Regions from separate parts of the Mus musculus genome. Here regions 2, 3, 4, 5, 6 and 7 are each linked to region 1. Evidence: chromatin contacts called from public HiChIP or PLAC-seq and promoter capture Hi-C data. All regions are on one chromosome and are shown on one strand. The core of a region is the stretch at or near the end of the contact, and the rest is flanking DNA. Distances in the headings are between cores, read along the strand shown. Region 1 holds the start of Rpl37a (ribosomal protein L37a). Region 2 holds the start of Ttll4 (tubulin tyrosine ligase-like family, member 4). Region 3 holds the start of Zfp142 (zinc finger protein 142). Region 4 holds the start of Usp37 (ubiquitin specific peptidase 37). Region 5 holds the start of Bard1 (BRCA1 associated RING domain 1). Region 6 holds the start of Arpc2 (actin related protein 2/3 complex, subunit 2). Region 7 holds the start of Rufy4 (RUN and FYVE domain containing 4).

Region 1 (4,272 bases), core at 1,030-3,529:
TCTGATGGCAGACTTCACTGTGACTGCAGAGGTGGTGCTGTGAAGAAAAACCATTTCCAACATAACTGTGAATGTTAACATAGAACACCTGAGTGTATCTGTCCCATTGTTCCCCTATAGTCCTGAAATTTCTTAATTTTCTCATGGAAAGAATGATAGCATCCTTCGCCAACACCAACCATGCTGCAGTGAACCTTACCTAACAAGACCAGTGCTGATGTCACACTGGCATGGTGGCACCCTTCAAAAGCCAAGACTTGGGGCACTCTCACTATTCTAAGGTGCTTGAGCATCTGATTTCTTCAATATTGAAAAAGAGACAGACCCAGACTCCACGAGATCTTAAGGTGCTCTCCTCTGTAGACAGGATAGAGGAGGCCTATGATAAGTTTTAAGCCTACACCCCCAAACCAAACAGCCAGACCACACACTGTGTATGAATAGTCAGTCACCTATCAGGACAGAGCACTTGCTACCACTACTCCTTGTGCACTCAAGCTGCTCTTAAACACACTCAGACTGTTTTTTCAATACCAAGGCGTCAAGAAAAACTGCAACCCACATGTTCACCTCCTCAGCAACTAGCCACACTCAGAGGGCCATGCTGGAAGTATAAAAACACCACACCACTTGGATACCAGACTTCTGGCCAGCAAACTCAGGGGTGGAGGGGCAGCTGTTGGTTTGAGATGCTAAAGCTCTTAAGAACAAAGCAAACAATGACAGGAGGCTTCATTTCAACAACATCTGGCTCTGTCAAGGTCATAGCACTAAATATGCCCAAACAGCCTCCAATGTTCTATACAATCCCGAGTCAATTAACCTCAAACCATTTTATAGAAATAACTTGTAGTGTTAAGTCAAGTCCAGCACAAACACCAATGGACTTAGATCAACTGTAATTTTCCAAAGAGCATGGTGACTGTACAATTCAAAAGGAATATGAGAATCAAAGTCTGAACTTCTTCTTTTTTTTTTTTTCCCCCGAGACAGGGTTTCTCTGTGTAGCCCTGGCTGTCCTGGAACTCACTTTGTAGACCAGGCTGGGCTCGAACTCAGAAATCCGCCTACCTCTACCTCCCGAGTGCTGGGATTAAAGGCGTGCGCCACCACGCCCGGCTCTGAGCTTTTATCTATAACCATAACTTTGTTTTTGAGACAGGGTTTCACTGTATAGCCCTGACCAAAAACTATTAACTTTTAAACCCAAACTCATGATTTGCTTTAAACTAAAACAAATCCGATATGCACCAGACCTGGAACACGGGCTGTGCAGTCCATAGCCTTTCCTATACCACAGGAGAAAACACTCACTTGTAGGTCCAGGCCCCACCGGCCACTGTTTTCATGCAGGAACCACAGTGCCAGATGCCGACGGCTCGTCTCTTCATCTTGGTCTGTAAGTAGTTAAGATCTTGTTATGAAATATATATAAAAAAAAAATCCCTGAGACTTCCAGAGAGTAAACTATGGAAAAGCCAGCTTATCCATTAGCAGTTAAATTCTAGTAACCCAAGCAGAGTATTATTTACAGGCTAAACAGACCTCTTTGGGGTTGGTACAGATGCGCTGACATCGCTATCAATTTCCCAAGATCGGACTTTTTCCTCTCCAAACCATTCACCCTTAAGTTCCTCACTAGTTGCAAGTAAACAACGAATGCTCCGCAAAAAGCGAGCCCAAACCGCCTTAGCTCGGGAGCAATGGCACCCTCCTCCCTAACCCGAGGCCGACTTGCCTTGCCACAGAAGGAGCAAGTGTACTTGGCGTGCTGGCTGATTTCAATTTTCTTCACCATTTTCCGGAGGGAGGCACCATAGCGGGTCCCGTACTTGCCGACGATGCCGACCTTCTTGGTGCGTTTAGCCTGTTGACAGAGGAAAGGAACGGAGCAGAGACATTGAGCCAGTCGGTGCACGCCAACGCGCCGCTGAGCACAAACTCGGCTGAATCCTGTTTTCCCTCAAGCTCAACCATCAAGGAAGGCGCCCACAGAGCGCCAAAAGGCTCCAGATTGTGCATTAACTACCGCGCTGGGCCAAGCCCCGCCGAGCCGCCTCCGGCCGCGTACGGGGCTCCAGACGCCGGGAGAAGCCCGACAGCAGACAGGACAGGGACAGCACAGACTACCCGAGGTGGGCTGAGAGCGGGACGCCGGAGACTAAGGCAGATGACGATGGATAGCGACTTCCAAAGCGGTTACGAAGACACTCACCATGTCGCCGGAACCCAAGCCCAAGTCCGAAGAGGAAGGGACGCAATGCGCATGCGCGGTTTTAGACCGGCGAGCGGAAGTGACGCGACCTCCTCTCTCGGAAGTGAACTCGGTGTTCTGGCGGTTTATTCGCTGTCTCCACTGAGAAATGCATAGATGCGCAGAAGTGGTTCACGAGCTGGAAGCACATCCTTCTTAGCTTACACATAACCAAAGTTCTGCAGAGCAGATGCGATTTCTTGCGTTCTGCTCGCGAAGAGACGGGTTTTAGGTGGCTTGCCTTTAAGTGTTTAAAGCGCGACGTTTGTGACTGAGGCGCATTGCCTTCCCACTATATTATACTTCGGAAAATCGCCAGGCCGGGTGCTAGATGCTGGCCATAGTAAACGCCTAGGATCCGCTCCCAGGCCGAGTTACAGTTCGGCTGGGAGACAGTCATATTCGTCACGATTAAGAGTTACGAAATGGGCTGGAGAGATGGCTCAGCGATTAAGAGCGCAGACTGCTCTTCTGAAGGTCCTGAGTTCAAATCCCAGCAACCACATGGTGGCTCACAACCATCCATAATGAGATCTGATGCCCTCTTCTGGAGTGTCTGAAGACAGCTGCAGTGTACTTACATATAATAAATAAATAAATCTAAAAAAAAAAAAAAAAAGAGTTACGAAATGTTGCTGATCAGAGTTCTGGGGATAATGTAAGGAATAGAGGCTACTTGAACCCAAGACCCTAAAGTGGTGGTTCTCTTTCTTTCTTTTTTTGGGGGGGAGGGGAGGGAGGTTTGGAGACAGGGTTTCTCTGTGTAGCCCTGGCTGTCCTGGAACTCACTCTGTAGACCAGGCTGGCCTCGAACTCAGAAATCCGCCTGCCTCTGCCTCCCAAGTGCTGGGATTAAAGGCGTGTGCCACCACGCCTGGCTCTGAAATTTTTAAACACTTCTCTCTCCTAAGATTTTCTTAAACTTTAAGATTTCCAGTGGGAAATGATGTTAGTGTTTGATTTTAAAGAAGTCTGTCTTGGGGCTAGAAAGAGGGCTCATTGACTCTGCTTTCCACCCACATGGTGGCTCAAAAGTGCGTGTAACTCTACTTTTAGGAGACTCCTTGTGACCTCACGTGGTCCACAGATATGTGTACAAGAAAAATATCTATACATAGAAAATAAATAAATATTCGGAAAGATTTGTCTTTTTTTTTTTTTTAAAAAAAGAACTGATTCTCTTTGTAATGTGAAAGTTTGTGAAACTCTTAATTCTTAAGTATTTTTGTACATTATTTATTTAATTTTTCCTCTATTTGTTTTGTTTTCCTCTTGGAACATGTAATTTGGGGCTAGCATTTATGAGTCTACCATAATTTGAGATTGTGTTTATTTATTTATGTGTTTATTTGTATTGGGATTGAACCTAGGGCTTCATACATACTACCCAAGTTACTATAATTGAACTGTATACCCAGCCTTTTCTTATTTTTTATTCTGATACAAGGTCTCATTAAGTTGTCCAACTTTGAACTCCCTTTACAATTCAGGTAGTCCTTTATCTTGCCATGCCAGCTTTTTGAGTAGCTAAATACAGGCCCAGGATGGTTACATTGCTCTTTTTAGTGACTTTTAGTCTTTTTGACTCTAATTCATTGTAAGAAAGACATCTTACACAGCGACCCACTTCATACAAATCTAGTAAAATCAAGAATCCCATAAAACAGTATATGCCATTATGTGTGTTATACTCCAGTTTCTAGCATATTGTAGCATATTCTCTCTTTGCTAGCTTATTAAAAACATGCCAGTTGCTATATACTTCATAAATGGTTCTCAGCCATGGAGATCTTGTTTACCCTCTCCTTCCCAGGACACAGCAATATCTGCAGACATTTGATAAGGGTGGCGTTATCCTCTAGTGAGGAAGAGGACAATGATTTATGCATAGACAACTACACACACACATACATACACACATGTACTCAGACATCACACCTGGTCTGTGCCAAGACTGAAAAACCCTACACTGTATTATTTTTGTTTTTTAACTTGTAAAAACAAACAAACAAAAAAAG
Region 2 (4,272 bases), core at 837-3,336, 2.0 Mb before region 1:
AATTCTTAAACTGGCAGGGAAAATGAATCAATCAAGAACCCTAAACTGCATCATTTCTAGACTCTATCACTTGGTTCTAGCCAGAAATCTTTCTTGACCAACCTATCCGTCACCCACCCCTTCTATACTCTTACACACAACCCTGATGCTATTTCCCTGCTTTTTTATCTTTACAAAGAATATACTCATCTCTTCCCCTAAGAATTTTAAAAAGTGTGTATTCTCAAGCTGGACTAAGAAACTGCCAGGACTACATAGAGTCTGTCTCAAAAAACAAACAAACAACAAGAAACTATTGCTGGGATTACATAGGTGGTAACACAGAGCTTTAATCCCAGCGTTCAGGAGGCAGAGGAAGCTGGATCTCTGAGTTCGAGGTCTACAGAGAATGTTCCAGGTCAGTCAGGGCTACACAGAGAAACTCTGTCTAGAAAAACAAAACAAAACAAAACAAAAGAAGAAAGTAAGAAGAGAAAAAGAGCAAACGAACTTACTAAATACTTTTGCTCATGTTTTACTTAAAATAAGTTTTAAAATCCCATGGTCCCACAAAACCTTCCAGGCCTGAGACTTTTAATTTGGTGGTAGTGATTGACTGTCTAGAATGTGTAACTCCCAAGGTTCAATCCCTAGGACCTTAAAAAGATGGGAAGGGCAGGGCAGGCAGAGGCAGGTGCATCTCTGAGTTCAAGATCTATCGAGTGAGTTCCAGACAGCCAGGGCTGCACAGAGAAACCCTGTCTCAAAAACAAAAACAAACAAACAAAAAAACTAAAGTCACTTGGAAACTACAAGTCAGGAAATAGATTCATTTTAAGTTAAGTCTTGGGCCCTAATAAGCCCAGCTCACAGAATGGCTCCCAACAAACACAACTGAGCTCGGACCTCTGTTCAGGCCATGCTGTATCTTTCTAAAGCTACTTTGTAACTTGAATATCTTCCCACTTCTTCACTCCCTGAGAACATTTGATAACTTTCAGGGCCAGGCTTAGAGTCTAATCAGTAAATCGCTAGTAACTTTCCAGACAATAAAGGGAATAGTTTTTATGCAAATAATCTCAGTATTGCAACAATTGAAGGCATAGGATCCAACGGTACCTGCTCTTAAAGGCTCCTCCAGATTACTGCTGATTGGCCAAATCAACAGGCGCTGAAATTGAGATTCGGAATATTCAAAATGACTCCATAAAGGAAGGGTTTCAAATGCTGATTAAAACATTTCCAAGATTCAGAACCGGAATGTAAAGACTGAAGGTGGGGTGACGTATTTTTCCAAACAAATCGCGGTTAAGCGCTTCACTTCTACCACAGCACATACATCAGTATGGCAAATGCTTTCTTGATTAAAAATCTCTTGTTCTATAAACTCTCGAAAACACGTTTGTCTTGCTCACCAATGTACCCTCCCTAGGAACCTTACATAGTGGCTTCACTCGTTACCTACTTGTCGATGTTTATAAAAGCTGTAAATTATTAAATGAAAAAAAATGGCTGGATAAATGAGTTAAATTAGGATCTCAGCTTCTGGAATGTAGGAAAGTGTGTATGGATAACTCAGAGTGGGGTCAGGAAAAAGCAGGCCCTGAAAAGAGCCGGGATTTCAACCCAAGCCAGAATTTAAACCGCAGCGCGGCGGGAAAGAGGACACGCTGAAACCAGGACCGAGAAGGGTGTGGGGCTCGGGCCGCCCGAGGAGAAGCCAACGAAGTTCTCCCCGCGTGGAGGCTGCCGAGGAGGACTCGAGAGAGGGCCCGGGAGGAGGCCCCGGTCTCCGACTCACCAGAGAAAGGCGAGGTGGCGAACCGGAAGCGGGGTTGGGGGCCGGTGCCAAGGGCTGGGGCCGAGGCACGCGGGAACGGCCGGCCGGGGTCGGACACCAGCTCTGCGACCACACTCACCTACGGTACCCTACTTCGCCGCGACTGGACGCCGGCTCCGCGCCGCTTCTTCGCTGCGCCTGCTGGGCGAGCGGGCGACCTCAGGTGTCCCTAGCAACCAAGCTCCGCCACGCGACCCACGCTCTGCCGCTTTCTGTCCCACACAGAGCGCGCCCCCAGCGGACAGATCTAAGGCCAGAAAGGAATGGGAGGGGGAGGGCCCGAGGCAAGCGCGCCGAATCCCAGCCCTTGTGCAGCCTAGAGAATGGGGGGGGGGGGGGGGGGAGAAGGAGGGACTTGGGGGGAGGGAGAGAGAAAGTGCAAGGAATTTGCGCACGCGCAAACTTGTCGACACGGTGGAACTCTTGCGAGCGGAATTCTGGGAACTGTAGTCCTGCAAGTAAAGGCTCCGTTCTGGGAATCCACGATTCATTCTACCTAACCACTATGGACTCTGACCATACAGCGCCAAGACTCTATTAAAGAATTCCTACCAAAATTCCATGAGTTTGAGGCAAGTAAGAGGAAGTGGCTCAAGGCACTTTAACTCTCTCCCACTCACCTTTCCCTAAATCCAAACACGGAGCGGGACGAGACAAAGCAAGACATAACTACAACTACCAGTTTTATGGGCTTCGAGTGAGAACTTTACCTAAGTGTGAGTCCTTTCATAATCTCTCCACGCAGAATAGATCCCCCTGTTTCAGATGTCGCTGGATCTATTAAATTTAGAGAACTATAAAGTCAGCTGGATGGCAAAAGGAGCTTTCTCAAACAGGCTATGATAATTAACGATATAACTAACCTGATGAGGCCTGGGCACCGGTTGTGCACTTCTTTAACCCCACCATTCGGTAGGCTGAGGCAGGTGGATCTCTGAGTATGAGGACAGCCTGGTCTGCAGAGTGAGTTCAGATCAGCTAGGGCTATGCAGAGAAAAACTAGCCTGGTGAAAACAATTTGAACTTAGTAGCAAAATACTTAAGCAACAGTCATTGACAGATGTTGAACTATGAAAGGGTTACTTATCAATTTTAGATCAGGAAATCTAGGGCAATTATCTAGTTTGTCTCCTGATGAGATTTGGATTACACAGCAATATTTATAAAGTATGGCTTATTTTACAAAATGTTAAATTTTAACAATTTAAAAGCTGAATCTAATCAAGCATTGACTCTAACTTCAGTATACAGGATATAGAGGAAAACAATTGAGTAATGCTATAGAATCAGATAAATTCAGAATTTTAACCAATATACAGTATAAATGAACTTTCTTAGACAAAATGGGAGTGCTGGAGCTGAAGAAAAATGTTGGGAGCCGCGCCCACATTCGCCGTTACAAGATGGCGCTGACAGCTGTGTTCTAAGTGGTAAACAAATAATCTGCGCATGTGCCAAGGGTATCTTATGACTACTTGTGCTCTGCCTTCCCCGTGACGTCAACTCGGCCGATGGGCTGCAGCCAATCAGGGAGTGACACGTCCTAGGCGAAGGAGAATTCTCCTTAATAGGGACGGGGTTTCGTTTTCTCTCTCTCTTGCTTCTTGCTCTCTTGCTTCTTGCTCTCTTGCTTCTTACACTCTTGCTCCTGAAGATGTAAGCAATAAAGTTTTGCCGCAGAAGATTCTGGTCTGTGGTGTTCTTCCTGGCCGGGCGTGAGAACGCGTCTAATAACAATTGGTGCCGAATTCCGGGACGAGAAAAAACTCGGGACTGGCGCAAGGAAGATCCCTCATTCCAGAACCAGAACTGCGGGTCGCGGTAATAAAGGTTCCCGTAAAGCAGACTGTTAAGAAGGATTCAACTGTATGAATTCAGAACTTTTCAGCTGGGGAACGAGAGTACCAGTGAGTATAGCTTTACGAGGTAAGCCTGGCCTTGAACTTTCTAAGGAAATTCAAGACAGTCTATCAGAAGTAAAGTGGAAAATGGCTTTACAAGTTATGTTTGGCCTTGAATTTTTTCTAGTGTTAGAAGCCCTTTTGTTCCTTTTCACATGTTATCAAGTGGTTAAGGCAGGGCGGATTCTAGATGAAATTCAGGACAAGCTATCAGAAGTAAAGTGGGGAGAGAGAGTAGGAGCAAAGAGAAAATATGGTACACAAAATAAGTATACAGGCCTTTCCAAGGGTCTTGAACCCGAGGAAAAGTTAAGGTTAGGTAGGAATACCTGGAGAGAGATTAGAAGAAAAAGAGGAAAAAGGGAAAAGAAGAAAGATCAATTAGCGGAGGTCTCTAGGAAAAGGAGCCTGTGCTCATCGCTGGATGGGCTCGGGGAGCCAGCTCTTAGTAGCTCTGAAGCAGATGAAGAATTCTCCTCTGAGGAAACAGACTGGGAGGAAGAAGCAGCTCATTATGAGAAAAAAGGGTACCAGCCAGGTAAAGTGCTAGCT
Region 3 (4,272 bases), core at 1,013-3,512, 1.9 Mb before region 1:
TCCTGCTGCAGGGCCAGTGCTCGAGCTGGGAGCAAGGAAGTAAAACAGTCCCTTGATCATGCTGATGCTTCAGTCAGGTAGAGCTCTGACCTGGTACCCTTCTCCCAAGGACTCGGATCCTTATTCCTCCTCTCCAAGCAGCAGATGCCCAACCTCCCCACTTTGATAGCCTGCCTGTCCCATCTCATACCTTCTTCCAGGATGTTGAAGAAAACCTTTCGGTCAGTGCCCAGGGCCGTGAAGGTGACAGATTCCCAAGGAGTCCCTGTTTGCAAGTCTACCATCTGCATGTCTCGGTTTCGTTCTACCCGGATCCATTTTCCCTGATACCTGAATAAAATTGTCAAAGTGACCCAATTTCCTCCATCGATCCACCCTCTCCTCAGAGCCCTACCTAGTTTCCTATCTTACCAAATGAAGTGGTTTCCAGGGCTGGGGATAAATTCAAACTTGGTGGAGATCCGGCCACTTTCATGCTGAAGGTATGAGGTTTCAACACTGAGGTGCTGAGTGCGGGTGCTGTGTCGGGTAAGCCAGCTAAGCAACCAGGCATAGCTTCTGTCTCTGGCAGGGACTTCCAGTGTGATCATGTAATGGCGCCGGAATGCCACTAGACCCAACTGGGCTCCTTTCCGGGCCATAGCCAGAGCCGTACCCACACCTACCAGCCCAAATCCAGCCCCAAAGTAGGGATTGTCTTTAAGGGCCAGAACAAAGTCTGAAAATGGCATCTTGAAAAGAAGCAGCACAGATGCTTATAGGCTCTGAGGCACTGTCAAAACCGAGGGATGGATTGTAGCAGAACTGGAAGAAAGCATAAGACTAGTATAGAAACTAGACCAGTCAATCTTGCTCCGCTCCCTCCCACAGAAGCAAGATGGACAGGTCAGCAGGACTGTGTTTCAGTGGAGTAGGAATGGTGTTGGAATGCCACAGCAAACACCCCAGGCTCTTCAATCCATTTTGCTCTTCAGTTAGACCTTTTGCCAGAAGGCCATTTTGGAGAGTTTCTCAATTCCAAAAAGCAATGTACCCAGCTCCACATCAGGATACTAGAAAGGCAAGACTCTGGTCCCTGGCAAGAGCTAGACAGAAGGGTCCCCACTGAATGGAATCGGCAAAGGTGATTTTTCCATTGCTCTGTCAATGACCACATGCCTTACCATCAGAAATGTCTTTCAAATATCCTCTCCCTTACACCCCGTTCCTAATGTCCTGTACAGACATTTATTACTTCTCACCTAAACTATTTCTTGCAAGTTATTTTGGTTCTTGAGGTGATATTTGAATGGACCTTCAGCACCTGCATCATCCAAACCCACCAATCCCAGACACGCTACAATTCTGTCACTTGTATTCCAGCACCCTTGGTGCCTTGCTCCCATTGGGTTCAAATACCACAGCCGGATACGCAGGGATGCCTACATTAGAATGCGTACCTTTACTAGCAAATCACTACCTACTTCTAGCTCTCTCAGTTCTGTTGGTACCGAATGACCCCCACCCCTTTATTCTAGGCATTCTTTTTCATTGAGATCATATAGTCTACTTCTTCCACGGAGCCTTTTTCTTTTTCTTTTTTTTTTTTTTTGGAGCCTTTTTCAAATTCAACCCAATTAAGATGTGACTAAGCCTAACTTAAGACAATGCCTAAGGGGACAAAATGGCAATTATTTCCAGAACACCTCTCCTTGCAACACTTCTCCACTGCCACTCCTCTGCCTGGCACACCGGCCCACTGGTGAATTGACAGCCGTGACCTCCGCTAAGGCTCGGAGCTGTGATCCAGAATTCCAAAGCACCTTTGCATGGAGAGCCGCTGACGAAGATCTCCTGGCCCCCGGCTCCCGAACCCTGACACACAGCAGCTGACTCCCGGACACCCTATACACAGACCTGCTCGCGCTTCCAGGAACGTGGGAGAGAGAAATCTGTCACTCCGCCCCCTTCCCTCCATGACTCTCTGGCCCTCACACTCGATGGTTTCGCCGGGCCTACGAAGAGGCAGCGCCGCTAGTCCCGCCCCGGACTGCTGCATCTACTTCCGGCCACACCCACCACGGAGTCCTTGCCACTCTTCCCTGCAATTCTCGATGGTTCCGCTTTGGGGCTTCAGAAGGGGGGTACTCAAGGACATAGAGGGGAAACCATAGAGTAGCACGGGCCTTGAAGAGAGACAGAGTGGCTGCCACACGTCAGATTCCTAGAGGCGCCTGGGCCGGGGGCGGCCACATCAAAGGCCCCCGAGGAGCCACTCCAGTCCCAGTCGGACCATAGAGATGCAGCTCCCGCCAGCCCACGGGTAGGAGGTGAGAGAGCGGCTGTCGGCGGGAACCAGGGGAAGTGCGGGCGCTGTGAGCTGAAGGTAAAAGTTTCTCTAGCTCCAGCTTGAGTGGGCCCTGGAGGTGGAGCCCGCGGGAGGAGGTGCTGCGGGGAGCGCGCCGGTGAGAGGGGCGCGGGCGCATCTCTGCTGGACTCGGGCGTCTCAGTCGCGTCACAGCTCCGGGCCCCGCCCGGGTATCCGCTGCCTCTCCTCAGGACCAGAACCGTGACGATGCATCATCCCAAGCCTTGCAGGTTCCAAAACGCCTTTCTCCTCCGCTGTATCTCGTGACTTGGCTGTCGCCCCACAGTGTAAAAGCTGTCGTCGCCGCCGCCTCCACTTTACAGACAGGAAAGCTGAGGTCCTGAGAAGCGAGGCAAGTGCATCGACTCAAGGCTACACGGTGAGTCAAAGCCCAGAGGCGCGTGGGAACTGAGGTGCCTACGCAGGGTTGCCTTGTTCCCCAGGCTTCGGTATCCCTTGCTTCTCCAGTCTCAAAAGCACGTTACTTCTTTCTGGCTCTCTCCTACCTCCTCCCCCGCATCTTCCTGAGGCCATGTGATGGGCTGGAAGACCGCCTAGAGCAGCAATAATTAGTAGTCCGTGGGGGCTGTGATTTCCAAAAAGCCTCGCTGACCACGGAAGTGCACTTCCCTGCCTCCTTCTTGAATTGCTGTCTGTTCCTGCTGTTATGCTTTTTAAAGACATATTTGTTTATTTTATGTATGTGAGTACACGGTTGCTTTCTTCAGACACAGGAGAAAGGGCATCGGATCCTATTAACAGATAGTTGCGAGCCACCATGTGGTTGCTGGGAATTGAACCCAGGACCTCTGGAAGAGCAGTCAGTGCTCTTCATCACTGCGCCATCCCTACAGCCCTCGTGCTGTTTTTACGTGGAGGGATTCTGTAGAATGAGAACTAGCCACTCTCACCTGGCACATACTCAGTGACCCAGTTTTGTTTGAAACAGGGCCTCACTGTTTAGCTCTGTCCTGGAACTCACTATGTAGACCAGGCTGGCCTCAAATTCACAGATACCTGCCTGCCTTTGCCTCCTGAGTCCTGGAAGTTTAAAAAGATTATCTCATTTATTTCAGTCGAGTTGAACAGGACATGCAGTTTAATACCTTTGTTTCTCAGTTGTGTTCCCACTGGAGGCTTTAGTAAGTTAGTGAATTGGAAATTTACCTTGTATTTGAGGAACCACTGGCTTGATACCTTAGTTTAAAAGATCTGGGTTTACTGCAACTCAGCTGGTCCACTAGAATTTCCATTTTGTCTAACTTACCTAGCTTGTTGATGCTTAGGGTCCAGTGAAGTGAAAAATGCCAATAAACTCCTCAAAGCTCCACATTCAGTATTGGGATAGATCATTTGTACAGTGCTTGCCTGGCATGCACAAAGCCCTGGGTTTGATCCCTAACAACACATTTTTTAAAAAGTGTGAGACTAGAGAAATGGCTCAGTGGTTAAGAGTAAATGCTGCTCTTTCTGAGAGCCTGAGTTCAGTTTTCAGCCCCCCAAATCAGGTGTCTGACAAGCACCCCAGCTTCAGGGAGTCCACCACCATTTTCTGGACAGCTGAACTATACATCTAGGAAGGGAGATTGATAGAGAAACAACAGCACAGTGTGGTTTCTGACAGAACTACATACAAAGGCTTTCAGGACAACAGAAAAGAGAAAATTAAGAATGTTAGGACACACTCATAGCAGAAATGTTTGTTTTCTTAAGGAGTATCTGACTAGCTAGACAAGAGATTTTGATGGGTTGAATGGGAGGGGTGAGAAAGTAGAAGGGTCTGTAAGCAAAAAAGTGAGTCAGAGAATGGCAGATCATCAGGTTAGGAGGGCAGAGTGGGAGGGATGCCTGGGGAGGTAGGTCAATGAGGACCATAAGTGAAGGAATCGTATCATATCTATACTGAGGAATAATGAGACCATCGA
Region 4 (4,272 bases), core at 954-3,453, 1.8 Mb before region 1:
CAGGCTGCCCTTGAATGCAGAGATCTGCCTGCCTCTGCTTCCCTGGGTGCTGGGATTAAAAGCATTGTCATGCCAATCAGATTGTTTACTTTTGGGAGGAGTCTCTGGAGACTGAACCAAGGGTGTCACACATGCCAGATCAAATATTCTCCTATAATTAATATCTCTACCCATCTTTTTAAAAATGTTTTCTGAGATAGTCTTATTAAATTGCCAGGCTGGTCTTGAACTTGTGATCTGCCTGTCTGAGCTGATATTACAGAGGTGCTGCCACCACCCTCTGGAGGATGTTTTTCTTTTCTTTTTGGTCAGGATATCACTATGCTATCATGGTGGCCTGAACTTTCCATATAGACCAGGCTGGCCTCAAAATTCACAGAAATCCCAAGCACGGCTGTCCTAAATATTTCTTTTTATACTTGAAGTTAAGGTAGTTTTTCATATTTTATTTAGTCATTATGTTACGTTGTCTCATAATGTAATCTAAATACATTATTTTCCTGATAGCATTTCCCCTTGGTGAAACAAAGTGAAACTGGCCTTTGGAAGTGTCTTTAAACTATGCTGCTTCCAGTATGGTTGTGAGTGTAGCCATTCAGTCAGCATTATTTGAGTGCTTACCTTACTGTAGTAGGAACTGTCCCAGTGGTGGGGAAAACAAGTGAACAGGCCTCACCAAATACTTGCCCCTGACTTACAGAGTACAGACAACCCACAAGTAAAAGTAAAATAAAATATAAAAGTCTAGTAATTAAACCGTGGGATCGGTGCTCTATATGAGAAAATGTTGGGGTTACAAGCTACTATGAATATGGTCGGAAAAAGTCACTCTGAGGTAAACTTGTGTGTATGTATGGAGGCAGAGTCCTAAGAAAGACATTCCAGGTAGAGAATATGTAACAGAAAAGTTCATATACTTCTTGGTCGGAGCTTAGGGAGCAAGTGACAAAAACCAAGCCCATAAACGTGACTAAGGACCACATCATACAGGGCTTGTAGGCCAGGGAAGGAGTCTACTTTCTCTAAATTTAACCGAAAGCCATAGTACGACTCTAGGGAGGTATAATACATGATTTGCTTTTCTTGTTAAAAGATAAAACGCGAGGCGTGAGGAAGTCTTTCCTCATGCAAAAAGCAAGTGGCTTGAGCTAGAAGCCCATTTCCGAACCACTGAGATGTGCCTAGGCGAGGAAGTCTAGGATCACGGGACCAGAGCGAATGGCCGTGGCAGTATCCTCATCCCCGCCGACGCCCAGCATTCACAACCCGCGTCCAGATAAACTGACGCCAGGCGCAAAGGAATCAATGAATGGCCTGCTGGGGCAGCGCGGGGCGCGGGACCAGGCCTTGGCGCTGGCAAACAACGCGAGAGGCCGCGCGCCAGGCCAGGAGAGGGGGCGGGAGGGGATGAGAGGGAACAGCGGGGGTCCGGCTCCGCCACGGTCGGCGTGTGGAGACCCCCAGACCTTGCGACTAGGGGCAGGAGCAGCTGGACTCAGGGCCCGGATCTGGGAGCTAGAAAACAGGCTGAGACGGACATCCGAGCGGGAGCAACCACTCACCGCTGCCGTTGCCAGGCTGTGCATGTTTGGAGCGGCCGCCGCACTCCTCCTCCCGCCGGACGCACCGGACCCGCGTCCCAGCTTCAGCGGCTCTGATGCCCAAGATGAAGTGCCGCCATCCGCCTCCGCCTCGCTCCGCCCCCTTCGCGGGCCTTTGACCTCTCACCTCTGACCCTCCGCCCACCCAGCCCTTTCCCGCCTCCCGGACCTCGGCCTAGCAAATAATCTCAAAGTATGTTCTTTGAACCTTCAGATTCGGGATCAAAATGACGTCTGCAAACTACTGGCCCTCGTATCCCCACAGCATCGCAGGTAAATCCTTTGAGAGACGTGAACTCTGACTTTCTCCCGAAGGCCAGACAAGGGCGGGAAAAGGCCAGCAGGCTTGGAAGGACACGAATTGCGCATGCTCAAGCGGTTGCGCGTGAGGAAAATGGTAGGAGGGCCAAAGTTGGTAAAGTGGACGGTGCGCATGTGTATTACAGTGTCGTCACGGCGGGGGCGGGGCCGCCCGGGTTAGGGGCTGGGCATGGTGAGGGGCAGAGCGAATGCTTGAGGGGCGGGACTTGCGCGCTTACGCGCACGCGCCTGGACTGGTTGCGTCGAGAGTGCGTGCGTCCGTACGTGTTTGCGTGTAGTCATAGTTCCCGCCATCAGCGGGTTTAGGTGTGCTAGGAGAGAGACCGGCCTCGCTCTCTGGGGCTAGTAGAGCCCCTTCCTTCCGAGCCTTTCGGCTCCACCCCCTCCGCGGGAACTTTGTGCTTCCGGCAAGCTTGTCCGGAGCTGGGACCCTCTAGCGCAGGTAAGACGAGCCGGGACAGCTTCTGAATTGAGCCGTTTTCCCCGGCACCCCCACCCCACCCCTGCGGTCCGCCCACTCGGCGTCCACTTCAGAGTTCTCCCGGCTGCTGCTTAGCCCGCCCCGGGTCCTTGGATACCCAATGCCTTACAGGTGCCCCGTTCGAGTGTTGCCCCCTTTACTTCTCCTTTAACGCGTCCGTGTTGTCACTTGCTTTCTGCATTCTAAATCTGGCCTCTCTTCACCAAGGTTCAGGTGGTCTCAGCGTACCTCCCTGCAAGGCCTGCTGTCTTTACAGGTGACTTTGTTGCCACATATCCATTAAAACCTTGACTGCGATATTCACACGCCCGCTTGACCATTCTTTACTTTCCTACTCCTCTTAGACATTACTCGCTGAAAGGGAGTGTAATTTTTGTCGTGCCTTTGGTTGCTACCCATATCTAGCCAGGACACTGACGGTGTCTATTGAACCAATTTTAAATCAAAATCTGGAGAAAAATAAAAAGGTAATAAAGTTCCGTGTCGTTGGAGAGTTGTACTGTAGTGTTTTTCAGATATTCCTTTGGCGAGTTAACAGTACCTGATGAGTCTATAGTTGAAAGAACTAATCTAAGAGGGAATGTTAAGGGGGCATTTTGGTTTATTGTGTTAAGTATTAGAGGAGGCTTCTGGGCCAGACAGATAGGCTCTAGTGTGTTTGTATGATGTTTGTCATTTGTCATGTTAATATTTGGGTGAATATTCAAAAGAATAGTGTTGCATACTGGCAAAAGGAAAAGGAGGGACTGAAGACCCAAGGACAGATGTAATCAGTTGGTAAGAAATTTTGTCAGGGTAAATGATTTGGTTTTGGACTGGGGTTCTCCCCTGTTGTACTTCCATTTCTCTCTAAGCTTTAAATTCTGCTATATGTTGATAACTTGAGATTTTCTTATTTTCAGCTCCATATTCAAATAGCCAACTGTCTGCTTAACATCTCAGCTTGATTTTTTCTCCCCTTAGGAATTTCAAATATGATACCTTTAAAAACTGGAGTCAATCTGTCTCTTGTACCCAAATTCTCTCCTTTCCAGTGTCCACTACACCACAAGCGGCATGCATGTCCATTTTGATGACACATAGCCATTTGTTCAGTGACACTGGGTAGAAGCTTGAGAAGCAGTCTTGATTTCTTCATCCTATGTGTTCATATCCTTTCCAAGTTCTGTTTTACTTCTAATATATGTTTTGCATTTATTTCTGACCTTCTTCACTTTGACTTTTCTAATTCAAACCACAGTTCTTTTTCATAGGGACTTGATCTCCCTTATTCCTATTCTCACCTGTAGAATAGGAGTAAGAGTTCTTAGCTTACCTGGGTAATGGGAGGCAGGGGCAGATGGATCTCCGAGTTCAAGACCAGCTTGGACTACAGAGTGAGTTCCAGGATAGCTGGGGTTGGGGGGGTGGCGGTACACAGAAAAACCCGTCTCTAAAAACAAATAAACAAAAGTTCTCACCTTAGTGGATTATTATGAGTGCTATAAACTCCCTAAAGTATTGACACTCAGAATCTGTCAAGTAAGAATTATTATTGTAATTATGAGTTAAAAACACTACTTTCTTATCTGATCTCCCTGGGTTTTGTTTTGTTTTGTTTTTCTTGTTTTCTCTTCTTCCCAAACTCAACACTATCCATTCATTCAAATAACGTATACTTTCTTTGCTTGAAACCCTTCAGTGGCTTTCTCATTGCCAAGGTGCTCATTACTTTAAGATAAAATGTAAAATAATGTTCTGGGGATACAGTTCAGTTGCTGGATGCTTCCCTAGCATGCATGAATCCCTAGGGATTTTTTTCTTTGTTTATTTTTTTATTTATTTATTTTTTTTTTTTGAGACAGGGTTTCTCTGTGTAGCCCTGGCTGT
Region 5 (4,272 bases), core at 589-3,088, 1.6 Mb after region 1:
ACTACCTCATGCTTTTACATCAAGATGGTCGTCTTTTCTTGATTCTTGGGTGCGCGCTGAACAAAAATTGAGTGGGGGTTTCCCCACTAGGTTCTTTCAGGGGCAGACACATTGGTTCAGTCCCACACTGAATTTAGCCTCAAGTTGTAGTATTCATAGGAGGCTTGAGTCAGATAATTAAGTGAAGCACTTGCGATATATAAGAGTCCAAGAACTCAAACTCTCAGCTCTATTTAGAGCTTTATATTACATGTCCACCCTGGTTCTATAAATGCTCATATAAATGTGCATGCTATGAACTGTGAGGTTAAAAGTACCTGAGAGACTCTACATTCAGGATCAGGAAAACCTTTCAAGCATTGATGTTTGAGCTGAGATCTGAAGGAGTACTGCCTAAGAGGAAAATTCCAGGTTCCAAAGTGAATCTTTGTGTAAAAGCCCAGAGGCAGCTGGACCTAGGCTTTTGATGAAGAAAAGCTCCACGGGAGAATAATGGCATGCTTTCCCAGGTTGGCATAGGCCTCATATCTCATCAAAGAAATAGCTTTAGAGTTTTATTTGTTTGTTTGTTTGTTTATTTATTTGAGATAGGGTTTGTCTTGACTGTCTCAGAACTCTGTTGACTAGGCTGGCTTTGAACTCAGAGATCCACCTGCTCTTCCCCCCCCCTCCCCCCATTTCCATGCCTCTAGTGCTGGGATTAAAGGACCTTCCAGGCCTTTCCACCTTTAGAGTTTAATCAGGGTAGTGCCAAGACTAATTTTGTGTTTGGTAATGTCTTGTATATCTTTAGTGAGGCCTAAGGATGGGAGGCAATCTAGGCAGATGTGTGGATTCCAGTAAGAAGGAACAACTTTAAGGTAAACAGAGGCAGCTGGGGCGGTTAAGCAGAGACAGAGAAATAAAAGGGGATATGCAAGAATGTGTTCATAGGTTGGAAGCTGTGGAGAGGGCGGGCTGTGCTTGCCCAGTGTTAATATTCAGATCCGCAGGAGGGTCTATGGATTTGGCTGGTAGAATACTTCTAGCATAAAGGAGGCTCTAAACTCAGTTCAGCACCATGTAAGCTGGGCGTGGTGGTGCATATCTGTAATCCCCTATCGCGCAGAGGTGGAGGATCGCAAACTGAGAAGTTCAAGGTCACCCTTAGCTTCACAGTTTAAGCTAGGTTGGCAAACAGACGCCGTTTCAAAAAAAAAAAAAAAAAAAAAATCCCCGGGGAGGGTAGACCCTCTAGCAAACAAAAACGTTTTATGCAGTTTATCATATTTTAAAAGCACACCAGAACTTCTAAGAGATGCCCTTGGTCGGATATTTACAGCTAGTTAAAAAGTGAAATTGAAACTTAGTATTTAGCGGATTCTTATATCCTACAGCAAGGAGAAAAAGAGAACTTTCTTATATAAAGGGTAGTACTTTTATTGTCATGGGAAAAGCTTGTCCAAGTTCAACAGTAGCTTGAATGCCACTCTTTGTAGATGGCTTCAGCGGCAAGCTCCTGAGGCTATGGGAGGGTTAGAATCCAACTTCTAGGTAAGCACAGTTTCAGTAAACTGAGAGGGGGTGGGAATGAAACCCATGGGGAGCCCCGCCTCTTTGAAGGCGTGGCCTGAGGCCCCGCCGCTCAGTTTCCCGCTCAGGAAGTTTGAGCGCGCTATACCCCGCCTCCTAGGGCCACAGGCCTAGGTGACTTCTCCCCACGCCTCCTCAACCCCGCGCCTTGGCACTTTGGTTTCCGCGGTCCGCCCTACACCTCCTGAGGGCGTGGCCTCTCAAGCCTCGCCTCTCCATTTCCGGAACTTGGACCGCATTACTAAAGCCCCGCCCTCAGGCCTTGAGGGCGTGGCCTAAAGCCGGGTCCTTCCATCTCTGAGTTTTACCGCGTTTCAGCCTCCGAGCCGGAGGCGTCCGACCAATTCAGAGACTCCGCACGCAGCAGGATCCGGCGGTGACCAGCGGGGTGCGGCGCTAGAGCAAACCTGACCTCCCCTCCTCTGTGGGAATGCCACGCCGGCCGCCGAGGGTCTGCTCTGGGAACCAGCCTGCTCCCGTGCCCGCCATGGAGCCGGCTACCGACGGGCTTTGGGCCCACAGCCGCGCGGCGCTTGCCCGCCTGGAGAAGCTGCTGCGCTGCTCCCGCTGGTAAGGACCGGCCTGGCGACCTAGTGTCGTCTGTCCCTCCGTGTCCCACTCCTGAGTTTTCTGAGTGGCTTCCCAGCCACCTGCAACGAAGATGACTCAAACGGCACTTTTCGAATTTTCGCGGGAGAACTGCCTTCGGGGCGTGGCTCAAAGCGCAGCTCGTTGGTCACTCCCCGAAGGTGACGCTCGGAGCTGAGCCGAGCTAGTGCTGCTGGGGTCCTGGAGTTCGGTCCTCTGGGAGCGTGGTCCCGTGGTTGCGTGCGGGGCACAACAGCCCCTGTGAGGCTGACCTTTTGGTCCTTTCTCTAGTAGCAGGCTCGGCGTGGGGAATGGGAGGCTAGGGACCTGGTGACCGGTAGTTTGGCGATGGCAGTTTGTTGAGCATCGCAATTTTAACTTAGTTAGATTATGGCCCTGTACCACTGATCCTCCAACATGCCCTCTCTTGGATTTTATTCAGTCTGAAATGCACTCCTAAGTGGTACTTTCTTACCTGAGGCTGTTTATCGAATACTACCAAGAAATATACTTCTTTCCCCTTTTTTCTCTTTGGCAGTAGCGAATGTTAAGCCTTCAGTCTTTACTACAAATACAGTGTTAACTGCAACTTTTTTTTTTTTTTTTAAAGTTAACTGGCAACAAACTTTGCACTTACGTTAAATTATTCTTTTTTTTTTTTTTTTTTTTTTTTTTTTACAAACTCTTAGTATTTGAAAGAATGGCATTGTATTTCTTAGGAGAGTGGCGATTCTGTTAACATGAACACGTTCTGAGTTCTGCTTGTGTTTTCCTAAAGCATACGGATCATCCTGGGTGTAGACATACATCGGAAACTCAACTTCTAGTTGCAGTAGCAGGCCAGTGATGACGCACATGTTGGATCTCAATCTGTGGGTCGCGACCACTGGGACACACATTTAGGTCTTAGGAACGGAGACCCAGCTTAGTAGCAAAATTACAGTTATGAAGTAGCAAAGAAAAGAATGGTATGGTTTAGGGTCACCACAACGTTTGGAACTATATTGAAGGGGTTGTAGCATCAGGGAAGGTTGAGACCCAACCACTGCTTTAAATAGTTGAACCACAGTTAAACTCAGATGGAAACACATATTCTTCCACTTAGAATGTGTCAGACCACATGAGTTCAGGTTCCAGCCACATCTTTGGTCTTCTCTGTACCTCAGTAATAATGGTTTGCTCATTCACATATTAATTTGCTAATATTGAGATTTGATAATAAACATGTAATGAATACATACCAAACAGTGTTCCGAGTATGGAGAGCCCATTCGTGAGCAAAGCTTCCTTCCCAATGTTTCTGTAACCCTGCCTCAGGGATCCCAAGAAAAAATTAAATACATGTAAGTTGTTTCCTGTGGTGACTATCCAAAATGGACACAAAAAGATGTGATGAGAAAATGATTTAGTCTGCTTGCTGAGCCATTTGGAAGAGACTAACTAGATAAAGTAATATGAATAATCTGTAGGTTGTCCTAAAATTAAACAACCAGTTTCCCTTTTTACCAACTGCCAGCTCTTTTAAACTAAGCGAGCTAGCTTACCGTAAGAGTCAAGGGCCTGAAGATAATAGTAATTAGGCTCAGGCTGTACTATGCCACATCCAGTTGTCCAGAGAATATGAGGTTCCTGTGGTCTTGTTTTTCTTTTTTTCAGTTTATTAAACTCTGCTAAATGAGTTTATTTTAACTACTAGAGGATATAAGCTCATATAGGACTTTGAATTAATTTTTCCCTGTGAAGTGTCAATAAATATTACTTAGGTTTTTCAGTCACAAATCATCTCTACTTTCTTTAAAAGGGTTAAAAGGCTGGGAGTGGGTGGTTCATGCCCTTACACTCAGCTTTCTGGAGGCTGTTACAATCAGTTGCCTTTGAGTTTTTAGCCGGCCTGGTCTACATTGAGTTCCTGGCTTGCAGGACTACATCGTGAGACCCAGTCTCGAAAACCAAACCAAACCAAAGCAAACAGAAAGTATAAAAATGTTCTTTGTTCAAAGGGCTGTGGGAAAGCAGGCTGTTTTGGCTTGATTTGGACCAGAGGCAACAACTTTTCAAACTTTTTTCCTTCTTTCTTTTATTTTTCTGTTGATACAACAGATTGCTCCATAG
Region 6 (4,272 bases), core at 1,264-3,763, 1.5 Mb before region 1:
AGTATTTTTAACACAATGTTTTGAGTGCATTTGTTAAGTCATACATTCTAAGGATGAGCTAGAATAAGACAAAACCTCCTACCTCCTCAGACATTTTACCTGGCTGCAGTGAGCACCCTTACCACCTCCCCCCAAAGAAATTCTAACTTATGCCCTCCAAATTTAAAACCCTATTTTAATCTTTCTGAAAGAGTAAGCTTTTTACTTGCAACAGGGTAGACCAGGCTGGCCTTGCTCTCCTGGTCCTCCTGCTTCCACTTCCCAAGCACTGGGATTACAAGCACATCACACCCAGTCTGGCCTGCCTTTTTCTTTTTTCTTTGATACAAAGTCTCACTAGGGCCTAGAACTTTTGTTCCTCCTGTCTCCTATGAGCTCCTGAAAGCTGGAGTTACAGTTGAATGTGCTTGGACTACAGGCATAGACCACCAACCACAGAACTTTAAGGAGAGTTTTCTAAAAGAAAAAGGGCTACAGAAAGTTCTGAATAATGGGTCACATCTTAGAATCAAGTTATTAATAAGTAAGTGTGAAAGTCCTCCTCCATTTAAAGGCATGCCTCCACTTGAACACACACAGCCATTTATCTTGTAGATCAGCTTGTAACCACCCAGGACTCATTCTTTGCTAGTCAAGACTTGAGAATGTATGTATTAAGATCAGCAGTGAAAATGCAGAAGTTATTTTAACTTCCTCCTTTGTGCTACACTAATTAAAAAAAAAAAAAAGCACGCACCCCCCTCACCCACAGTAAGTGCCCTGTGTTGACTAACTCCAAAACTCAAAATGCAAAGAAGCTGCAGACAAGAAACAAGTGAGGTGCACAAATGCTCAACTGCAGTCCAGGGCAGGAAACAGCATGACACTGAATGCACCAATTCAAGGAATGTCCCATTTTGTTTTGCAGGTAAAATCTGTAACCTTACAAAAGAGACGGAGCAGACAATGTATTCCGAGTAAGTAGTGGGTTCATGCTTTCGATGTCTGTGAACCACAAGTTCATTACAAATGCTTAGAATTAAAGGGGGAGAATGAATGAATTCCCCCTCTCCCAGTCCTCTTCCCTCTGTGGATCGGCAAGCACTTTCCTATTTCTAGTTCCTAGTTCACAGAAAACAGCCTGCACTTATTTCCTAACTGTGAAACCAAAATGTGAAGCCCCACCTTTACCAATGAGGAAATGAGGCAAAGGAATGGCCACAGGCCACCATAAATTAGAACCTAAAACCCAATTCCTCTGCTCAGGTTTTAAATATATTAGAGAGGCAACGCGGCTTTAAGGGAGGAGTTTGCTTTTTTGTGTATGACAGAGAGGGCTGGAAATACGTCCCATATATTAAGATGCTGATGTTATAAATGGTTATCTTAAGAACTTTATAGATTCTGGGAGCAGAAGCAGCTATTAACCCAGTCGGCATTACTACAGAAGAAATCAAAGACCGGGGTCTTTGATAAGAATTTAAGACACACAACCAATAAGTAAATAGAGCAAGCTTGTCTCGAGAGCTAAAGAGAGTGTGGATGGAGAACCGTTGGCTTTGCCTAAAGGATATATAACAAAATGGCTAGTTTCACAGTAGGTTAGAGATTTTTTTTACCCCCCTAGCAGCCTGGGTCTGCTTTCAGTCTTGCCTCCTGCTTTTCCTGGGGTCTCGAGAGATGGGGGTGGGGAAGCAGAATGCTGGTGGCGATCTGGGCCTACACGTTCTTCCCACCTCGCCCTGGGAATTCCTGAAAACTCCATTCAATCCAGCTTCCCCAAAAGGGTCTCTCTGGGTTCGGTACAATGACGGAAAAGACAGAGGGAAGTGCACCCCTCTCTTCCCCCCTGAGGACCGTAGGCTCTCGGGCGTGACTTCTGGCCTCGGCTGCCCTCACGTCCTACAGGTCTCCTGTTCTCTGGCACGCCTTGCCCCTGTCCTCTCGCTGCTTCCGCATCCCTATCTCAGCCTCTCCCCACGCATCTCAGGCCCTCGGCTCACCGCGCCCCGTGGCTTCCCACGTCCATCCTGCCAGGGAAACCCTGAAGCCGCGCCAGGTTCCCGATTTGTCCCCCTCTAGGGCTGGGGAGCTGGACGCCACCCGGGATTTAGCTGGGGTCAACTCGGCCTCCTCCCGGCGTGCGCTTACCCGGCGGCCGCGTTCTCGAACTTGAGCGCGAGCGTCTCCTCGATGATGCGGTTGTTCACCTCCAGCAGGATCATGGCGGCGGCTGCCCCGGGCAGGGGAAGGAGAAACAAGGGCGGTGAGGGTGGGCAATCGAGGGTAGGACGGAGGGAGCGGCCCCGCTGCCCCTGACGAGGGGGGCTGGGTGCGGTAGGTGAGGGGAGAAGGGGACGGGGAGCGGGGTGGGGAGAGGCGGACACACGCGCTGGCCCGGCACGCGCTGCCTGTAGCAGGCAGCCACCACCCGACCGACCTGGCCCCCGAAGCTTCAACCCGCCTGCCGAGCCGCCGCCGCCTCCGCCGCCGCCTTACTTGACGATCCCGGTCCCCGCCCAGCCCCCGGCTCCAGCCGGCCACTTCCGCTCTCACACCCACTTCCGCTCGCCGCCCGCACGCGCGGCCCCGCGGCGCCATTTCCGCTTCGACCTCGCGCGTGCACTCGCCCGCAAGCGCGTCCCGGTGAGGAGGCAGGCAGAGGGCATGCGTGCGCATGCGCCACACGCCGCCCCGCTCCTCCTGACCAGGAGAGTCCTACGCTCACCTGTCATTCCCCGTTGTCCGTACAATCCACCTGCCCCTTTCGCGAATATTCCAGAAGCCTGATTCCACCCTTCCGATATTATTTCAGAAGCCCCCTTAAGAAGCTTGTTTGGGGTGGGGGGGATCCCTTGCTTCCAACTTGTGGGTGCTTTTTGCTCATTCCGTGCTTAGGGCTACCCTGCAGCACCGTTGTGCCTATTCTTCGCCAGCGACTGTTTAGTGGCCATCTCTCCTTCCCAGGGATACAGTGATTAATGCAATAGATGAGGACTTGACCTTCTAAAGCTTATGGTCTGCTAAAAGAAACGCAATAAAAGCCCGGCGTGGTGGCGCACGCCTTTAATCCCAGCACTCAGGAGGCAGAGGCAAGCCTGGTCTACAAAGTGAGTTCCAGGACAGCCAGGGCTATACAGAGAAACCCTGTCTCGAAAAACCAAAACCAAAAAAAAAAAAAAAACAAAAACAAAAAACCAACAACAACAAAAACGCAATAAATTCCACGTTGTTATTGGGCAATAAAGGAAAGGAATCCAGATGGGCCTTAGGGATTCCTGTCATACCTTTATTTCTTTGCTTAAGTGCCGCCACCGCCACCTGTCCTTTCAGCTTGGGTACCATGTTTCCACTTTTTTCTCTTCCAGGAACAATTTTAATTAAGCCTCTTCTCCATGCAATAAAAAAAAAAATTTTGTTTGATATTGATCAGAGGACACCTTTTGGTAGTCAGTTCCCTTCTCTCTCCAACACATGGATCCTGAGAATTGAACTCAGGTCATCGGGCTTAACAACAGGCACAACTTGCTGAGCCACGCCCTGGCCCTGTTTGTCCAGATTTTTGAAAGAGGGACTTGCTCTGTAGCTCTGGCTAGCCTTGAACATGTATTGGTGTCTCCAAGTTCTGGGATTCTCAGTTCACACCAATATGCCTTTCTTACTTCATTTCAGTTGTCTCTAAAAAAATCTTTTTTGCTGCTTGTGGTGAGGCATACTTTTAATCCTAGCACTCGGGAGGTGGAGACAGGCAGATTTCTGTGTGTTCCAGGCCAGTCTGTTCTACACAGCAAGTTCCAAGCAAGCCAGAACTGCATGGTGAGACCTTGTCTCTTGTCTCAAAGCAAATGAACAAATATGGAATTCTAAGATTTATTATTATAGGGAGAGTACATGTGCATCGTGGTTGTTGAGTGGAGGCTGGAGGACAGCTTTTGGACATTGGTTATCTTCTTCCACTGTGGAATCCTGGGATGAAAGTCAGGTCATCAGCCTTGCCTAGCAAGTACTTTACCTGCTGAGCCATCTCTCAAACCCCAAAGCACAAATGTGTATGCTAAGCAATAGAGTCCCACTAGCTTTGCTAAAGATGACACCTACGACGTGTCTAATCTTTGCCTGAGTTATTATTTTTTTTTCAAGAAGTTGACAACAGCATCGTCTTTCTCACACTGAGGCCATAGGCCCCTCAGGTTTAGGCAGGTTTCTGACAGCTGACCTGTCACCTACAGAGGGACAAGACTCCACCCTTAGAAGGTATTTGTGCTGCCCTTTTCTGAGCATGCACAATCTGAA
Region 7 (4,272 bases), core at 808-3,307, 1.4 Mb before region 1:
TTTAGACTTGAGAGGGAATGAGAGCAAACCAGGGTCACACAATGAGTTAACTGGCAGAATGAAGCACAATTCTTTCTTCCTTCTTTTCTTTTTCTTTTTTCTTTTATAGTTTAATGCAAGGAATCCCAGTTGTTATTATTATTTCTTCTTCTTCTTCTTCTTCTTCTTCTTCTTCTTCTTCTTCTTCTTCTTCTTCTTCTTCCTCTTCCTCTTCCTCTTCCTCTTCCTCTTCCTCTTCCTCTTCCTCTTCCTCTTCCTCCTCCTCCTCCTCCTCCTCCTTCCTCTTCCTCTTCCTCCTCTCTGTCTGTCTCTCTCTCCCTCTCTCTCTCTGAGATAGGGTTTCTCTGTGTAGCCCTGGCTGTCCTGGAACTTGTTCTGTAGACCAGGGTGGGCTCTGCTTATTGAGTGCTGGCACTAAAAGCATGCTCCATCACCACCCAGCTGCCAGTTGTGTCTTGAAGACTGATATAAAGACATGAATATGGCCTCTACTTAATTTTTTTCTGTTTCTTTTTTTTATTAGGTATTTTCCTCATTTACATTTCCAATGCTATCCCAAAAGTCCCCCATACCCACCCCCACAATCCCCTACCCACCCACTCCCCCTTTTTGGCCCTGGCGTTCCCCTGTACTGGGGCATATAAAGTTTGCAAGTCCAATGGGCCTCTCTTTCCAGTGATGGCTGACTAGGCCATCTTTTGATACATATGCAGCTAGAGACAAGAGCTCCGGGGTACTGGTTAGTTCATATTGTTGTTCCACCTATAGGGTTGCAGTTCCCTTTAGCTCCTTGGGTACTTTCTCTAGCTCCTCCATTGGGGGCCCTATGATCCATCTAATAGCTGACTGTGAGCATCCACTTCTGTGTTTTCTAGGCCCCGGCATAGTCTCATAAGAGACAGCCATATCTGGGTCCTTTCAGCAAAATCTTGCTAGTGCATGCAATGGTATCAGCAGTCTCTACTTATTGAGCTATCACTGGTGTTGGTCACCCTGGCCATTGCTGACATCTTTGTCTCATTCAATCCCCTTAGTAGCCTCCAGAGCATAGCATTACACATGGTGACTAGGCACAGAGAGGGTAAATCTCAGCCCAGTATCACAAAGCTGTAAGCTGAGCTCAGACTTCCTTATGAGTCGAACAGAATGCCTGCACCATGGGGACACCCAGCTAGGGGAACTGTCACCTCCTTTCCCCCGGACTAGCCCCTGAGCCTCAGCAGAGTGTCATTGCCTTGGGACCCACATTCATCCTTTCCAGGGCCCCAGCTGAGTGGAAAATGTATGTTCTCTGGGAAAGCATGCAGAAGTAGACAGAGGGTGCAACATTGGGACTGAACCAATGTTCGGTGTGGGGAGCAGGGTGCCTGGTTTGAATCCCACCACCCTCTCTCGTAGAACTCTACTTCTGTCTCTCAAGGGTCCTGGGGCTCAGAGAGGGATACTGTTGCCCTTGAAGGATGTTGAATGAGCTTAGGCTGAGATCCTGGCATCAAAAGCCAGGCCAGGTGTCCAGCTTCCCAGGCAGGAGTGCTGGAGTTTGTGGGCAGGGTAGCTCTGGCATGATCCTGTAGCAGTGGATCATGGGGGGAAGAAAGGGAAAAGAAGAAAAGAAAGGCTAGGACAGCAGTGCATGGGGCCCAGGATCGGGAGTCAGAAGATAAAGGTCCCGTCCTGGACTGGTCACCCTTTCTTAGGCTCCACTTTCCTGACCTGTACACCAAGGGTTAGACAGAAGTTCTCTACAAGCTGGGCGTGGTGGCGCACGCCTTTAATCCCAGCACTGGAGAGGCAGAGGCAGGCGGATTTCTGAGTTCGAGGCCAGCCTGGGCTACAAAGTAAGCTCCAGGACAGCCAGGGCTATACAGAGAAACCCTGTCTCAAAAAAACAAAAAACAAAAAACAAACAAAAAAGAAGTTCTCTACAGACCTTTTCTAGGGTCTCTCTACCTAATCCCCAAGCCCAGGGACTCCCGTGCTCACCTGAGAAAAGCTTGTCTGTTTGGGATGTGGGCAGGATTCTGTAGCCTGAGTATGTCCCTTGTGACTGTGGGCTCTGCACAGTCTTTTCCAGCTCTCCTGCCTGGGGAGTGACTCAGCCCAGCCTGAAGGGGGCTGGACCAACCCTGGCCAGGGAGAAGTGGTAGAGAAAGATCAGGGCACTGAGGCAGAATGGGTGGCTTCCTCAAAGTCATCTGGCATGAGGCCAGTTGGTGGCAAAACACAACACCGGCAGGGGCTTCCTTTCCCGGGCACCTGCTCCTGTCTTTCTGTCTTGTTGCCAGTAGATGGCGGAAAGGGGCTGACAGAAGCGCTAGTGGGCTCCTTTTCTCGAGTTGTCTCTTCTGTCACTGGACTGAAAGTGACACAGGTGGGGAGAAGGGGCAAACGGCCACCAAGTGTCTTTCTCCCTCCTCTTACCCCAGCCAGCTGCGGGATCCCAGTCAGTGTTGGGGTGCCTTCCTTCCAGCCCTGGTACCCACTTCCCGGGGATGGAAACGCCAGGTGGGCTGCTCGGTGTAGGGTGGTCTTTCCCGCTGCTCTCGTTCAACTTCCTGGTGCTGGGGTCATCCTTTTTCTAGGCCAGGCTGGCATGTCACTTAAAACCAAGGGTTAGGGACTTCTAGAACTACTTTTACGAGCTCGAGGAACTACTTGTAAGTAGGGCTCAGAGCGATCCCCAAACGTGCTGTTCTCTGCTCCATGTCCCGCCCTTCTGCCCGGTGCAGAGCCAGATCTAACCCCGGCGCTCCCCTCGTCCTCCATGCCACCGTCTCTGTCCCTTCAGATCCCTTCTCTGGTGTCAGTCTCTCAGTCGCTCACTAGTCACGGCGTCGCTCTCTTGCGTTCCCAGTTCAGCCTGTCCCGGGGATCCCGCCGCCGCCCCTCCCGCCTTCCCGCGCCCTCGGGTCCCCTCCCCGCCTTCTGCCTCCAGCGTCCGTGTCGCCGCCCCTCGCCAGGCCCCGCACTCCCACTGCCTGGCAGAGCGGTGGCGGAGGCGGAGGCGGACTCCGACGGGGCGGGCCGGGGGCGTCGCCCTTCTTCCCCACGTCGCAGACGCCTGGGGCCGAGAGGTCGCTGGGGCTGGGGGGCGGGCCGGCTCGCGGGTAGTCCGCGTCCCCGCCCCGGGCCCGCCGGGTCCCGGGCCGGATGGGCTGCACCGTGAGCCTGGTGTGCTGCGAGGCGCTCGAGCCTCTGCCCTCCTGCGGCCCGCAGCCCCCCGGGACTCCGCCGGGCCCCGCGCGGCCCGAGCGCTGTGAGCCCGGGGGTGCGGCGCCCGACCCGAGGAGGCGGCTGCTGCTTCAGGTAGGGAGCTGTGGGCCGGATGCGGGCAGCGGGCACGGCAGAGCCCGGTCCATCTGGGACAGTAAGGAGTCTGGGAAGGTGTAGGTAGGAGAGTGGGAGGGCCCTGCAGTCAGTTCTGTGGAGGTCACACCTGGGCCTCTGGTGTCCTTGAAGGGCAAATACCTGTGAGACGTTGGTGCCAGGTCTGTGATCCACTGCTAGAGAAATTGAAGCAGGGAGGTTCTAAGCCAAGGCCAGCATAGTGAGATCGTTTCTCCAACAAACTAAAACCAACCAAATCCCCCAACTCAAACTCTCCCAAACACCAAAACTAGTAAGACAAAAAACCCAAAACAAGCAAGAAGAAAGAGGAAAAAGCAAGAGGCAGAGAGAGGGAGGCAGCAGGCTATTAGTGAGAATTTGGAACCACCCAAGGGTGCTGGGGTGAGGAGAGAAAGGTTAATATCCTCTTAGCTTGGAGTGGGGGGGGGGGGGGCAGAATGGTGGCTGTCTTGGTGTTTTCTACCAGGAGGAACGGGGCTGTCAGAGCCAGCAGGGCCCACAGTAGGATCTGAGGAGGTGGGTGGGTCCAGTAGAGTCCCCCTTTCTCCTCCCTCCTATTCTTTTCTCGGTGAGTCTTGGAACCTGGATGCTGAAAAGTGACCAGGAGCAAAAATAGTGATGACCAGGGAAGCAGGCTGGCTGGACACCCCGGGCTTTGCATAGGCTCTGTATTTTCCTGGAGAGGAAAAAAAATGGTGTTTTGTATCAGCAGGGACTGGCCATCTCTAGTTCAGCCCTTGCAGAACCCTAGTCTCCCTCTCGGGATAGGAGGAGCAGTCTCATGGGATGGTGTGCTGACTTTGTTCTGGGCGAGACTGGGGCCCTTCAGTTCCTTCTCCACTGGAGGCCAGCAGAGTTAGCGTTGACTCCAAGTGCATCCTGCAACCACATCCCAGGGCACCTCCATACGGACAGAGGCGGGCC

What was found. Promoter capture Hi-C pulls out the DNA fragments that hold promoters and counts their contacts. HiChIP or PLAC-seq counts read pairs in DNA pulled down with a chosen protein or histone mark. Capture Hi-C pulls out chosen DNA fragments and counts their contacts.
Region 2: a promoter capture Hi-C map of adipose tissue shows a contact between it and region 1, with 3 times the contacts expected there. The contact joins the promoter of Ttll4 here to the promoter of Rpl37a in region 1. A contact is called at or near these places in 2 of 39 promoter capture datasets (liver and pre-B cells), 1 of 484 Hi-C or Micro-C datasets (the G1E-ER4 cell line) and 1 of 9 other capture datasets (adipose tissue).
Region 3: a promoter capture Hi-C map of adipose tissue shows a contact between it and region 1, with 2.9 times the contacts expected there. The contact joins the promoter of Zfp142 here to the promoter of Rpl37a in region 1. A contact is called at or near these places in 1 of 39 promoter capture datasets (pre-B cells), 2 of 484 Hi-C or Micro-C datasets (CD4 T cells and CD8 T cells) and 1 of 9 other capture datasets (adipose tissue).
Region 4: a promoter capture Hi-C map of pre-B cells shows a contact between it and region 1, with 7 times the contacts expected there. The contact joins the promoter of Usp37 here to the promoter of Rpl37a in region 1. A contact is called at or near these places in 2 of 39 promoter capture datasets (liver and pre-B cells), 1 of 484 Hi-C or Micro-C datasets (CD4 T cells) and 1 of 115 datasets of contacts at active chromatin or transcription factors (thymic regulatory T cells).
Region 5: a promoter capture Hi-C map of pre-B cells shows a contact between it and region 1. The contact joins the promoter of Bard1 here to the promoter of Rpl37a in region 1. A contact is called at or near these places in 4 of 39 promoter capture datasets (the 3T3-L1 cell line, liver, neutrophils and 1 more), 4 of 484 Hi-C or Micro-C datasets (B cells, CD4 T cells, CD8 T cells and 1 more) and 3 of 9 other capture datasets (adipose tissue, liver and macrophages).
Region 6: a FOXA1 HiChIP or PLAC-seq map of pancreatic cancer cells shows a contact between it and region 1. The contact joins the promoter of Arpc2 here to the promoter of Rpl37a in region 1. A contact is called at or near these places in 3 of 39 promoter capture datasets (hippocampal neurons, liver and pre-B cells), 3 of 115 datasets of contacts at active chromatin or transcription factors (astrocytes, pancreatic cancer cells and stem cell-derived neural progenitor cells) and 2 of 9 other capture datasets (embryonic stem cells and liver).
Region 7: a promoter capture Hi-C map of hippocampal neurons shows a contact between it and region 1, with 5 times the contacts expected there. The contact joins the promoter of Rufy4 here to the promoter of Rpl37a in region 1. A contact is called at or near these places in 3 of 39 promoter capture datasets (hippocampal neurons, liver and pre-B cells), 4 of 115 datasets of contacts at active chromatin or transcription factors (embryonic stem cells and large pre-B cells) and 1 of 9 other capture datasets (adipose tissue).

The regions. Positions count from the first base shown.
Region 1 is chr1:72,709,267-72,713,538 of GRCm38.p6, reverse strand. Rpl37a (ribosomal protein L37a) reads right to left here and starts at 2,279. Exons shown (of 4, transcript NM_009084.4): 1 at 2,216-2,279; 2 at 1,739-1,867; 3 at 1,315-1,397; 4 at 1-37. The coding sequence starts at 2,218.
Region 2 is chr1:74,659,516-74,663,787 of GRCm38.p6, reverse strand. It overlaps Ttll4 (tubulin tyrosine ligase-like family, member 4), which reads right to left and starts at 2,086. Exons shown (of 20, transcript NM_001014974.2): 1 at 1,899-2,086.
Region 3 is chr1:74,586,018-74,590,289 of GRCm38.p6, reverse strand. Zfp142 (zinc finger protein 142) reads left to right here and starts at 2,262. Exons shown (of 9, transcript NM_001310668.1): 1 at 2,262-2,726. It overlaps Bcs1l (BCS1-like (yeast)), which reads right to left and starts at 2,001. Exons shown (of 8, transcript NM_001305652.1): 1 at 1,897-2,001; 2 at 412-804; 3 at 191-330; 4 at 1-25. The coding sequence starts at 731.
Region 4 is chr1:74,503,752-74,508,023 of GRCm38.p6, reverse strand. It overlaps Usp37 (ubiquitin specific peptidase 37), which reads left to right and starts at 2,203. Exons shown (of 24, transcript NM_001310662.1): 1 at 2,203-2,364. It overlaps Cnot9 (CCR4-NOT transcription complex, subunit 9), which reads right to left and starts at 1,964. Exons shown (of 8, transcript NM_021383.5): 1 at 1,563-1,964. The coding sequence starts at 1,586.
Region 5 is chr1:71,100,538-71,104,809 of GRCm38.p6, reverse strand. It overlaps Bard1 (BRCA1 associated RING domain 1), which reads left to right and starts at 1,838. Exons shown (of 11, transcript NM_007525.3): 1 at 1,838-2,142. The coding sequence starts at 2,003.
Region 6 is chr1:74,234,758-74,239,029 of GRCm38.p6, reverse strand. It overlaps Arpc2 (actin related protein 2/3 complex, subunit 2), which reads right to left and starts at 2,513. Exons shown (of 10, transcript NM_029711.2): 1 at 2,131-2,513. The coding sequence starts at 2,204.
Region 7 is chr1:74,123,326-74,127,597 of GRCm38.p6, reverse strand. It overlaps Rufy4 (RUN and FYVE domain containing 4), which reads right to left and starts at 2,057. Exons shown (of 12, transcript NM_001170641.1): 1 at 1,984-2,057; 2 at 1-6. Tns1 (tensin 1) reads left to right here and starts at 3,050. Exons shown (of 33, transcript NM_001289895.2): 1 at 3,050-3,306. The coding sequence starts at 3,151.